Regions from separate parts of the Mus musculus genome. Here all the other regions are linked to region 3. A link is a contact called in public Micro-C and promoter capture Hi-C data. All regions are on one chromosome and are shown on one strand. Each heading gives the region's core, a stretch centred on a gene start, on an enhancer-like site or on the middle of the called end of the contact. The rest is flanking DNA. Distances are from core to core; before and after follow the strand shown.

Region 1 (4,121 bases), core at 1,014-3,513, 880 kb before region 3:
TGAATTGGAGGTCAGTCTGAGCTTGAGGATGCAAGACTACACATAACTTATATGACAGAGCATGTGCGAAAAGAAGCCATTCTCTATTTGTACCCCAGCCCTGGAAGCACAGATGTTTTCTGCAATGCCACTCAATGCTTCTAGAGGATGACTGCATAAGAGATGAAACGTAACACTGGTGGGGAATGGAGTAAAAGACATGTTAGGTTCGGTTAAAGATAGGGTAGAGCTGCACTCCCCTTAGCTCAAGGATCTGCCTGAACGTGTGTAACCTGGCTTTCATTAAAGTAAAATTGTTCTTTCACTGATGACTTGCTTCTCTTGTTTTTAATCATACACCCAATCAATCATTGTGGGCTGTTCTCATCATCAAACTCTCAAATAAGAAACTACAGGTCTACTGGGGAGTTCACACCATCTCTGGAAATTACTCCTATGCCAACTAGCATCCAGTACATGATGAACATGGAGACATTCTGGTAGCGTTAGTGAAACCAGTTGTACCTATGTACCTACCACCTGTATTCTTGCCTAGTTCAGATAGCTTAAAATTGGGTTTCTTGTGAGAGATTCCTTGCTTATCCTATCACCTACATGGTGGTTTCATAACTCCAGTTCAAGAGAAAACTAGGATTCAAGTTGACTGTCCATCCTTTTCCATTAAGTGTGTCATTGCAAAAGGAGACCTGGTTGGCATTAAATCTTTCAAGCTTCCTGTGGCAAGCTCATCAGTGGTCCTAAAAGCCAGTTTTGTATTGTACTCAACCAGTCTCCCCCCCCAAAGGACTGCTTTGTAATCCTTTCATTTGAAAGGATTTTAAATTTGAAAGGATTTTAAATTCTGTAAGTTATATCTGTGGGTGTCTGACTTGGGCTGCCACAAGAGCTCCAGAGACTTGAACAGAGGTGGTAAATAAGCACCTTTACCTTCTGAGGATTGCGCTTGCTTCCACATCTTAAGTCCTAATACTACCATTTTTCTGTTGCCTTGCAAGACTATATTAACTAGATGCTCCTGATTTTACTTGAGTACCCACACGCTCATGGCCACTGTTTAGGCAAAGATACACTTAGATTCCATCTCACCGGGAATCTTGAGAAAACATTTACAGTAATTGGCTTGCTGTTCCACTGGCCTGGGGATTTGGCAGTAGCAACGTTCCAGTAGCAGTGTCCCCTCCTTTTACGGATTTAACATTTGTGACCTGTTATCAGCTGAATACCATTTATTCGACTCCCTGTTTGTGAGACTATTCATCTGCTTATTTGGTCTTAGTCGGTTTTGCAAACCGACCAAAGTATCAAAGTATTTTCAAGTAGTTTCTCTTGCTTCCAAAATCTTTTCTGAGACAGGTTTTAGGTTTACTTTGTAGCCCTGGCTATCCTGGAACTCACTGCCTCCTAAGTGCCTGGTTAAAAGGTGTGCCCATCCCAAGCCTTCATGGCTTTATTTTTCAGAGCAGAGTCTTTTTGTCAAACCCACTGTTCAATTTCAGCAAGTCTAGATGAGCTATGAAGCAAACACTACATTTGACCTTACTTGTGCTAGCAAGTTTTCATTTGATAGGTAGTGTTTTAGTTGTTTAACAAAAGACATCTTTAGACACTTGACCATGGCTTAATTAGTCTCCACTTGGGACACCTTCCTGTAGCCATTCTATCAGGCCTAGCAGTTCATGGCCAAACTGCAGTTTTATCCCGGCTGGCTTAAATGGATGAAATTCGACTGTCCCGTTACCCCAGTAGGATGTCGGCTTCATGCAGAGTGGAGATTTCGTCTTTTTTAATAAGAGGTCAAACTGCAGTTCTCACATTGAACTAACAAATCTATACCTTACCTGTGAGTGTGCGCTCCTGTGTTGTGCAAGGAAAAGGACTGATTCACTTGCTGGCCCAGAACTCACCCCTGCCTCAGCCCTCAAAGTGGAGATTACTGGCATGCACCATCACGCCCAGCTCTCCAGAGTTTTCATTTCCCCTTTATTAGCCCTTTCTACCAAATCCAATGCTAGTTTTGGATTAGTCTCCGTTTTCTGACCCTGCAGGCCTGCTCTTCACTAGTTTAACTGGCAATTTAGATATATCCGGGATATGAGGACTAGATCGCTGATATACCTCGCGGCTATGGGATGGGTCTAGGAAACCGGGTCGCGGCCTGCGCACTGCACACCTCCCCCCACCCCCCCTTGCCCCATGGCGAACATTACCTTTTTCTCCGTCTCGTGGGGCTCCGGGGCGGCCGCCATGGGCACCAGTCCTCTCCATCGCCCCGCCCAGGCCCGCGACGGGAGCAACACGGGCTCCGCCCACCCCATCCCCGCGCGGCGGCGGCCATCTTAGGGAGCGTTCCTGGGGCTGTCCGGAAGCCCGCCCTGGCACACTCCTTTGTTCCATGGAACCGGCCACACTGTTTTCCAACCCGCAACCGACCATGAGGAACGCGAGTGGTGGCAACCTAGAGAAGCGCCACCGGTTCCTGTCTCGCAGGCAGGGTGGCCCGAGTCAAGGAGCACCGAGAAACTCGCTTCCCTCAGCCCCTCCTCCGCCTTAACCGCCATTTCAACCGTTGTGCGCGTCCCCGTGCTGGGCGCTGAGGGCGGAGCCGGGGCCGCGCGTCGCGCGCCGCTTTGTCCTCTTAGAGGGCGGGAGTCCGGGTTTGACGGCCCCCGCACTGCCGGAAGTCGCCTGGCGCTGTTTCCGCGGGCCTCGTTCCCAGCTTGTCCTTTGTCCTAGCTTTGGTGACCTTGACAACCTCCCGCACCCCCGCCTCGGTCCCTCGCGGCGGCCTTCCAGCGCCCGCCAGGCCCACGCCCCTCCCCCTCCGGCCCGCAGATTTAGGTTAAAAATAGCGCGCCGCTCGCGTGGAGGAGACTCAGGACAAAATGGAGGCGGCCGCTACCTAGGGGGCATGCGTCAGGCGGCAAGTGCCTTCCTTCGGGAGGGAGGCCGTGGGTGACGCGACGGTGACATAGCGGGTAGAAACCCAGACCGTGGGTCGTTTGGGTCCAAGTGTCAGCCAGTTCAGCAGGCGATGGCGACTCCGTTTTCGGGTTAATGTCCTGGCCCCGGCCTTTTGCCTTTCTTTGTTTACCTATTTCCCGATTTGGCCTCTTCCGTTCCAAACGGCCCTTCCCCGGAAAATGTCCCGGCCTGTCATTGTGCAGAGTCATGCCGCCTTTCATGTAACGTGCTGCACGCTACTTGCCCGTCAGTGTTAGCTGGGAGGGTCTCATCTTAATTACCATGCGGACTGCTTACTGTCTTATTCTTCATGCTCATTAACTGCTTTTCGCCAATCCCAGGGGGTAAAAGTGATTTATATTTCTCTTTATGCGTAGTAAGTTGTTTTTTGTTTTTAAGGAAGCTGAACAGTTACAAAGTGTATAATGCTCTAATATTACTAGGACTAGAAAAGGAACTGTTATCTTGACAGTTTGGGATACTCTACTGAAATTCTTGGCTAGCCAGGCTTTGAATTTTTGTCTGGAAGGTAATATTTAAGGTTGTAATATTCCATAAAGGAGAGAGGAATTCTTTTGCATTCCTAATTGCGGTATAAAGGACGTAACGGGAAAAATACCGAGGAAATGGCGTTACCGTTTTACTTGTGACTGAGACGTTGCTAGAGTATACTGAGTTGGAGTCCATTTCACTTGTTTGAAAAATGTCATGGATTCGATAAAGTTTCTTAATTTAACGAAAATAGAATATTTTTCAGTTTTGTCTTTTAACAGTTAATAATGAAAAGTAACAAGCTCACCCTTCTCCTTCTCCCTGAAGGTGTGGATGAAAGAAAACGACTTTGAAGAGAATAGAGTTTATTCTGTAGTAAAATGTAAATGATCATGACCCAAGGACAGGATTCAAACTGCCCCCAAACCATATTCAACATAAAAGTGTTACAGTCTTATGAGTTTTATATGGTAACAAAAGAGATAAGACACTTCAGTTTATGGAATGTCTCTGGCTATTGGCCTTAGATTTCATCTGATGACATTCTCAGTCTTTGGGATTGGTGGAAGTTAGTGTTCTGTTTATACATTCCAGAAGGACAGTCACAAGGATAGATGCTAAGCTATACATAGAAGTGGGCAATGAATGGCTATTAAGGAGGCCAAGGA
Region 2 (4,208 bases), core at 211-2,710, 720 kb after region 3:
CCCTGGTTAATGAAAACAAGCCTGCAACAAATCAAAGCCCCCCGCCCCAATCAGGCTGTTCTAACCTGCATATCCCCGGACCCCACACACACTGCTACCTGTCCCCTTAAAACTGGCAAGGTTTTTCATGCCATTTGCTGTTCTCTCTGCCTTTAAGAGACAGCCTGGCAGTTCGGTCCTCCATAAACCTTCCCTTCTTCCCACAGCGTGGTCTAGTCTGCTGGTTTCACTGCACCCACATTCACAGTGTGTAGCTGGAGATGACCTTGAATTCAAGACCCTCTCTCTTTAGCCGGGCCCCTTTCCTCTCCCTTGCCTAGTTCCTTTGTTCACTGGTTTCTCACAGACTTGCTTCCTAACCTTGCTTCTCCCAGTACTGGCATCATAGCTGTGTGCAGTCATGACCAGTTTAACAGCACTGCGGACTGAACTGAGACCTTGCTAAGAAAGCAGTTGACCATCTGAACTATATCCCCCAGTCCCCTGCTTATCATTCTTGTCCTATCTAAATCCCCAGCTCAGCCCAGGCCACAGGCCACCTGGCTTTGAACTTTGATGCCCATTCTTTATTATTACTAGAACACCATCTTCTCCTGGGGGGCAAAGGGGGTAGGGTGCGGGAGAGAAGTAACAAGAAAAAAATGTATCCATGCATTCCAGCCCAGTGGCCTGGAAGCATACTTGTAGGTTAGAACTGTGTTTGTGAGAAACCAATGAACAGGGGACTGTAAGGTCAGAAAGTCGCCGAGGGAAGACCCCAGACTCAGATAGCATGCAAAGACCAAGAGCATTTATTCTGCAGAAACCAGCGTGCGCACGTGCGTGCGTGTGTGTGTGTGTGTGTGTGTGTGTGTGTGTGTGTGTGTGTGTGCGTGCGTGCGCGCGCGCGCGCGCGCGTGCGTGCCTGCGTGCCTGTGTGCGCGCCCGAGTGGAGTTAGTCATTCTCTAAAATGGCGACCCCAGGCAAAAGCACGCAGGCCTTCTTTAGGGAACTGGTGGAACTGTCTAGAAAGATTAGGTAATCTGAAATTTCATTGATGGTTGCTAGGGAGTCACAGGTGTGGTCCGCATTCCAGTCTTGAACATTTAACCATGCGATGAAATAGGACCACCCAGTGCATTCTGAGATGTTTCCTCATTTTTGTGGTTATCCCCAGGCAGTTCTTTGGGTTTTATGATCTTGTTCTGGATTTTATGGTCTGTTCCTAGAGCTGGTGTCTTATGACTTAGTTTCTGAGACCTATGGCCTATTCCTGAAGCTAGTGCCTTAGGGCCCTTTTTGAAATCAGGCCTGGTCCTTAAATGGAGAGAAATGGGGTTTATGTTGCCCTTTTGGAAGGAACTGGGAGAGGGAAAGGAAAGGGACCCAGCAAAAGGTGGCTCAGAAGCTGAGTCACCCTCATGGGGCAGGGGACTCGGTTGCCCCAACCCTGGGGCGAGCATCTGGACTCTGAGCTCTTCTTCCTAGTTAGTTGTTGCTTAAGAGCTGCCAGTGGTGAGGGTGGGGCACATAAGCCTCCAGGTCCTCCCCTTATGACATTTGCTGGCCAAACATGCAGCTCCTGCCAACTGAGGACAGTGTTCCAAAAAGTCAGACACATGGAACACAAGAAGTAGAAACGTGCAAGCAAGAATGGGTTACAAACATGGTAAAAGGACCCTAGGGACAGTAGAGACAGCAAGGTCTACGCAATGACTGCTTCCTAATCCGAGCTTCTCCAGTTCTGCTCTCTGGGATAAGCTTCCCTTTCCCTCCCAAGTCCTGGCATTGTTATGCAGATTATCTCAGGAGGCTTCACCTTGATCAGCTATGCCTTTGCTTCTTTTCTTGACTGGAATGTGAGCCTCAACAGGACATAGATTGTGAATGATTTATGGGCTGGCCCATAACAGGTGCTCCAAATGTATCCAAAGTCGTGGATTGTGTTCTTGTTTCTGTTTTCTCCGGCAGGTTTCACAATAATGAGGTTCTGATCTAGCCCTTGACTAATACTGTTGACAGTTCCTGAGTAGGCTGGCCACTGCCTGTGTTTCTCTTCTCTCTCTGTTCTACACAGTGTGCTGGTCTCTCTGACAATGTATGGGATAAATGTTAGCTGTCCTAGAAAATTCAGGGTAATGTCACTTACCACCAGAAGACCCGTCATTCTTAAACATGGTTAAACCTTTTCAAAAGCTGATGCATATTTTCATTTAAAATTGCCTCTTGGTACCAAAGAAAGGCATACATCCCTTGGCTTATGTATTAAACAATATAAATTGCTTTTATATTGTTTAATGTACCCTCAAGATGTTCATCCATTCGACAAACAAAAAGTTCAAGGCATGAAGCAGGTGCTGAGAGAATTCAGTTGTCAGTTGCCTGCACTGGGAGAATATGGAGACTGACTATTCAGAGATATGACCGAGCTATCAACAAGCATTGGAGCAAATCCAAATTAATTCTGCATCCAAAACCATGTTCTGAGCATTCTTATTTAATTTGTACTTAGTGTAATGTATACTTAACACACATACTACAGGCGAATTTTCAGCTTTACAAAAGTATTTTTTATAGGAGTCCTCTAAATGATAACCTTCCTGATTGAATTAAAACTGTCATTTGATCTATCATACTTGGCTTTTTTTTTTTTATGAAACTTGTTCTAGTTAACTATCTGTCACTCAAACAAAGTACCCAGGACACTAATAAATTCAAGTAGAGGAAAGGTTTATTTAGGTACATAGCTTTGAGATTCTAACCCAGGTCTGGTCGGTCCTGTAGCTTTTGCTCTTGCAGTCGGTTGGTCACACACCAAGACAAAAAGGTGAGAACAGGACCAGTTACTTCATATCCAGGAAACAAAAGAGAGGGAGCCCCACAGCCTTTGAGGATACATTCCCAGTGATATAAAGACTTCACACTCGGATCTGCCACAATCTGCCAACAGTGAGATGCTGAGAATTAACCTTTATTACATGAGCCATTGGGAAAATTAAAAATCCAAACAGTAGGCTAATTCTTTGGGATTCAGTTTACTTGGAATAATGTCACTTTAGAGGCCCCACTATTTGTCCTCTAATTGCACTGACTTCAGTGATAGTTAATGTTAACTGCCCTCTAGATAAGGCAAATTCCCAGAGGAGGCAGTGACAAAAGAGAGAAGTTGCTTCACAAAGCTAAGGAAGGCCAAGGTCTACTCCACATCTGAAAGTGGTTTCTAAGCATGCAGGTCAGACTTGAATCTCATTTTTTCTTAAGTCTCTTCAGAATACTCTTTGGTGCTCCTGGGATAGTGTCTAATCCTTTTAAGACAGGCAAGGAAAAACTATAACCACATCAAGTAGCTGGCATCTGATCAGCATATGAACACCAAGTTACAAATGGCGATGTAATTTAAATTCACCATGTGCCAGAATTATTTATTGATCTTCACACCAGCCAGCGGCTCTGTAACCTGGAATGCACCTCAATAATTCTAATCGGTTTTGATGTGCATTGTAAACCTGCCTATTGTACTGTGACTGTTGACATTTCTAGGATGGCATTTGATTCTGCTTTACCCGGGTCTATTCCAAGGCAGCAAGTCATTTATTACTGACAGATGGAAGTTGGGTCTCAGTTACTCCTCCTCCTCCTCCTCCTCCTCCTCCCCCCTCCTCTTCCTCCTCCCCCTCCTCTTCCTCCTCCCCCTCCTCTTCCTCTTCCTCCTCCCCCTCCTCTTCTTCCTCCCCCTCCTCTTCCTCCTCCCCCTCCTCTTCCTCTTCCTCCTCCCCCTCCTCTTCCTTCTCCTCCCCCTCCTCCTCCTCTTTCTCCTCCCCCTCCTCCTCCTCTTCCTCCTCCCCCCTCCTCCTCCTCTTCCTCCTCCCCCCTCCTCCTCCTCCCCCTCTTCCTCCTTCTCCTCCTCCTCCTCTTCCTCCTCCCCCCTCCTCCTCCTCCCCCTCTTCCTCCTTCTCCTCCTCCTCCTTCTCCTCCTTCTCCTCTTTCTCATCCTCTTCCTCCTTCTTATCCTTTCCCTCCTTCCTTCCTCCTTAAGATGGGTTGAAGCATCAACCAAAATGAAGGTTTGCTCTATCAAAACCATAGAAAAGAAACTGGTCTGGGGTATGATCTCCCATTGGCTGTACTTTTCAATGGATGGTTAGTGAATTGGAGAGTCAAGTGAAGTGGCTGTGTGTGGAGGAGAATTCTAAGTCCTGATGTAAAGGCAGATGACTTGCATAATACT
Region 3 (3,996 bases), core at 331-2,830:
CAGTCACTTAGAATGGTTGTTTGACCACACAGCTTGTCTTCCTGCTCAGAAAAGTCACTTTTGTCTTGCCCTTGGTCTCTATAACTTTGGGGAAAGGGGTTGTGATCACCAGGAGGGTTGGGAGGCCAAGTGTAGACTTTGGGAACTTTTTTTGGCTACAGTTTGTGGATCTTTTCTAATGGCTGATGTAATGTTAATGTAACCGGGGCTGGGTCGCTGGGTGCCCTGCAAGGTGCTGCGACATCTATGAATATCAGACACATCTCCACCGACCCTTGGGAGGTTGGAGAGTAGAAAAAAGAAGTTGGGGCCTGAGGCACAAGCGTCCCAACCCAGGCGACAACCACTTAGGCTCGCTTAGAAAACAGAGGCAGGGAGCTAGAGAACAAAACCCCAACTGTGTTCTGCTCTCGCTCACGAGTCACAAACCTAACTTTCTCTAACTTCGCGGTGAATGACACAATTCTGAACTCGTTCGGGAGGCACTCTGTGCAGATAGACACATTACTTCCCTGCCACACACACACCCTCTTTTCCACAGATGCCCTCGCCCCATTCCACTATATCCGACATTAATCACCCAGTTTACCCAGTGGGGTGGTGGTGGGGGTGAGTGACAGTTTAATGAGTCCCAAGCACCGCAATGGCCCGAAGACATCCACTCCACGGATCGACCCGTCCACCGCTACCGCGGACCCTCGGAGGTTCTGTGAGGTTAGGGGGTTTGTTTTTCAGAGGTGGGGGCAGGGTGCCCCGGGTGTGTGTGTGAGGTTCAGGGGTGGGAGAGGAGATGCAAATCTTCCCGCAGTTCGCGGTGCATAAAGCACTTCAGGGAAAGAGGAAGGGTGAAACCACGGGGAAGAAGGTGCAGGGCAGAGAGCCGGTGCAGCAGGAAAGCACCTTCCACAACGGCCGAGAAAACAGACCCCGGTCGCGGCAACAACAAAAGAAAAGTCGCAAGAAGCGGCGCGGCGACCGCTCCCCCGTCGCCGCCGCCGCGCGCCAGCCCCCGGGGCCTCCCGGCAACCGCAACCCGGGCGCCGCGCCCTCCCCCTCCCCCGGCCCTGCAGCTGCACCGGCCCCGGAGCCGCGGCCGTCCCGGGCGCTGCAGCTGCGGCGGCCCGGCCCCCTCCCCCGCCCGCCCGCCCGCCCTCCGCACCGGGAGGCGCCGCCGCAGCTGCACCGAGTCCGCCCCGCGCCGCAGCTGCACCGGCCGGGGAGCGCGGCCAGGCGAGGCGAGGCGAGCCCGCACCGCCTGCCCTCCGCCACACTAACTAACTCCGCCCGGCGGGAGCCCACGGTCGGCAGCGGGGCAGGGCGGGCGCGGGGACTCACACGGAGCGGCCCGAGTCGCCGCGTCCCCGCCGCGTCCTCCTCCTCCTCCTCCTCTGCCGCCGCCGCCGCCGCTGGACTTGTGGGCGTCCTCCGCCGGCCCCCGCCCGCCCGCCGGCCCCGGCCCGGGCCCCGCGCGCCCCCGCCGCCCCCCGCCCGCGCTGGCAGCCTGAGGCGCGCGGCCGAGCCACAGGGCCCCACTCTTTCAACGGCTCCCCATGGCAGCAGCCCAGCGGCGGCCGCAGCCTGCCAGACGCACGGGCGGGAGCGGGCGGGCGGGCGGGCGAGCGCGGCGCCGGGCCGGGGGGCGGGGCGGGCGGGGCGCGGGCGGGGGGCGGACGACGCACACGCACGCACGCGGCGGCGCGGCCCAGATGTGGCCCCGCCCGACCGGGCCGCCCCTTGCCGGCCGCTCAGCGATTGAGCGAAAGCGGCGGGCCCCGGTCTCTGGCCCGCCCCCGGCCTCGGTGGCGCCCAGTAGAAGCGCGGTGTTCCGGGAGGGCGGAGAAGCGGCGGGACTGACGGGGCAGCTCGACCAATAGGAGTGGCGGTCAGGAGCTGCCGCTTGCGCGCGCCAATCGCAGACGGCGACTGTTGGGTGGGCGTGGTCTTCTCGGGGAGGGGCGGAGCTCGCGGACCGCGGCGGCGGCGGCGGCGGCAGTAGCGGCGGCAGTGGCTCCCCTCTGGGTGACTTGGCCGTGAGAAAGTGAAAGGAGCCCGCAGGCGGCGGCGACAGCTGCGCGGGGAGGGGCCTGCTTCCCGGCTGGAGACAAGCGCGCTCTGGGGGTGTGGAGCGAGCGAGTCCGCGTGCACCGCGACGGCCATAAGTATACTTTTTCTCGGGGCAGGTGTCCCGGGGAGGCCGAGCGCGCGGGGCCGCAGCTGGCCAGGGCCAGCCTGGGGCCGCTGGGTCTGGCCCTCCTGCGGTGCTCGCCCAGGCCCCGTTCTCCTCAGGGACGCGCCGCCTCCGGCCTGCCGAGTCGGTCGCCAGGTGCATGCGAGCTACAAGCTCCTAGCGGCTGTGAGAGGCGCCTTTCCCCGGCGTCCTCTGTTCAAGTTGCAGCTGCGTTTCTTTTCACGATCCCCGCGTCCCGTCTGTACTCTCCGTGACAAGCAAAGACACTGCCCCGAGACCAGTCTTAGACCTTTCCAGTGAGATTGATACTTGTAGACGCTTTAGTCTGTTCCTTAATTGGTGCGTAAGGAGCCACGGCTTTGTAAGGAAGGGAGAGACCTTATTTTGTGTTGCACCTCTCTCCCTTCAGATAAACTTCTTCCTTACCTGTTCTTTGTGCCTAACCAGCAAAGAGGAAATGTAGAAAATTTCTGCCCTCAAGATAATGGAAGGCAAGAATAACACACAAGTAAAAAGTTGAGTAACAAGCAGGGGAGAGAATGATTCAAGACAATAAGAAAAGTGCATAGCGAGGAAGTCAACACACTAGTAATTGTCTAAATGAAATGTGTTTACTGTTTGCTATGTGAACGCTGACTGGCAAGCCTGGTTGCTAACCAACTCACCAGGAAACCTTGCAGCTGAGCAAAATCTGCTTTCTCTTTCTTCCAGGACAAACTAGTAAAGAAGTTGAAAGTAATTGTGTGGGCAAATCAGACATATTGAATTGCTAATGAACACACATACTACGCCAAGTTCCCAAAACTTTGATATTCTGTTGGAAACAGTAATGGTTTCTACTCTTTCCTCAAATCTCTTAAATCCTCATGATGGATGGGGGCGGGGGGGGGGGGGGAGGGCGGGGGGGGGAGGGCGGGCCTCAGGGGCATCCTCAGATTCAACCCGAATTTCTTACCCCCCCCCCCCCCGTGCTTCCCAGAAGAAAGACCCACTCTCAATTTGTTTAGACATTTTGGGAGTTTACAGGTGGTGTTTGTTGTAGTTTGATTTGGCTGTTTGAGACAGGGTCTCTGCATTAGATGGTCCTTACTGTTCTGGAACTCACATGTAGACTAAGCTGGCCTTGAACTCACACAGATCTGCCAGCCTCTGCCTCCCAAGGGCTGGGATTAAAGGCTTGAGCCACCTCATGTGCCTACCAGTATTCTAGATGAATGAAATACTTAAAAAAAAAAAAAAAAGAAAGAAAAAGAAAGAAACATAAAAAGAAATCTATATGTTTCATGGAGAATTCAAGAGGATAAAAGGAAAAAGATGTTTATATTTATAAAGCCATGTTTCACCAATTAAAAGCTAACAATAAGGGGTTAACAAACCTCTTGATAAATAGATATAAAGTACCTGCTAATGTCAGGATATCAAATCATAAATTTGTAAGAAAACTGGGATTCAGATTATCCATCAAAACTTAGACTCAGTTTTATGGCATCCAGAACGAAATCACAGCTCTAACAACGGTTTTACACAGTGTACCTGCTAGCAGAGCTAACAGTCCCAGAGACAGACAGAAGACACTGGTGGGTCGAAAGTCATAAATATGGCTTGCTCTATTTTGGGGCTGTTTTCCCTGTGAGCCATAACTAGTATCCATTTTGAGAACAGAAAAGTATGTCCAGGATATACAGATTAAATGAATATTTAAGGAAGCCAGTCTGTCACCTCTCACTGCTATGAGAGTTATATCCAAGGTCCCTGGTGCAATTGTATTTTCTCTCCTCCCTCCCCCACCCCAACTTCATTTAAACTCT

What was found. Promoter capture Hi-C pulls out the DNA fragments that hold promoters and counts their contacts. Hi-C and Micro-C count contacts between places; a contact is called where the count stands out from the background.
Region 1: a Micro-C map of embryonic stem cells shows a contact between it and region 3, with 13 times the contacts expected there. The contact joins the promoter of Cox20 here to the promoter of Zbtb18 in region 3. A contact is called at or near these places in 2 of 39 promoter capture datasets (erythroid cells and liver), 3 of 484 Hi-C or Micro-C datasets (embryonic stem cells, erythroblasts and uterus) and 1 of 115 datasets of contacts at active chromatin or transcription factors (astrocytes).
Region 2: a promoter capture Hi-C map of embryonic stem cells shows a contact between it and region 3, with 3 times the contacts expected there. The contact joins the enhancer-like site here to the promoter of Zbtb18 in region 3. A contact is called at or near these places in 13 of 39 promoter capture datasets (the 3T3-L1 cell line, 3T3-L1-derived adipocytes, the C10 cell line and 8 more), 1 of 484 Hi-C or Micro-C datasets (adipose-derived mesenchymal stem cells), 4 of 115 datasets of contacts at active chromatin or transcription factors (the 230-238 cell line, astrocytes, large pre-B cells and 1 more) and 2 of 9 other capture datasets (adipose tissue and macrophages).

What each region holds. Positions count from the first base shown.
Region 1 is chr1:178,317,295-178,321,415 of GRCm38.p6, reverse strand. Cox20 (cytochrome c oxidase assembly protein 20) reads right to left here and starts at 2,263. Exons shown (of 4, transcript NM_025511.2): 1 at 2,208-2,263. The coding sequence starts at 2,246. It also overlaps a transcript of Hnrnpu not described here.
Region 2 is chr1:176,721,818-176,726,025 of GRCm38.p6, reverse strand. No RefSeq gene overlaps it. Among named protein-coding and RNA genes, the nearest start is that of Gm26104, 23 kb to the right of the region's middle. Within about 2 kb of position 1,460, at least 28 of the 459 cell types and tissues checked have an H3K27ac peak or open chromatin away from gene starts, as enhancers often do. A contact at or near this core is called in embryonic stem cells, liver and trophoblast stem cells, where this site is marked.
Region 3 is chr1:177,439,935-177,443,930 of GRCm38.p6, reverse strand. It overlaps Zbtb18 (zinc finger and BTB domain containing 18), which reads right to left and starts at 1,580. Exons shown (of 2, transcript NM_001355099.1): 1 at 1,336-1,580.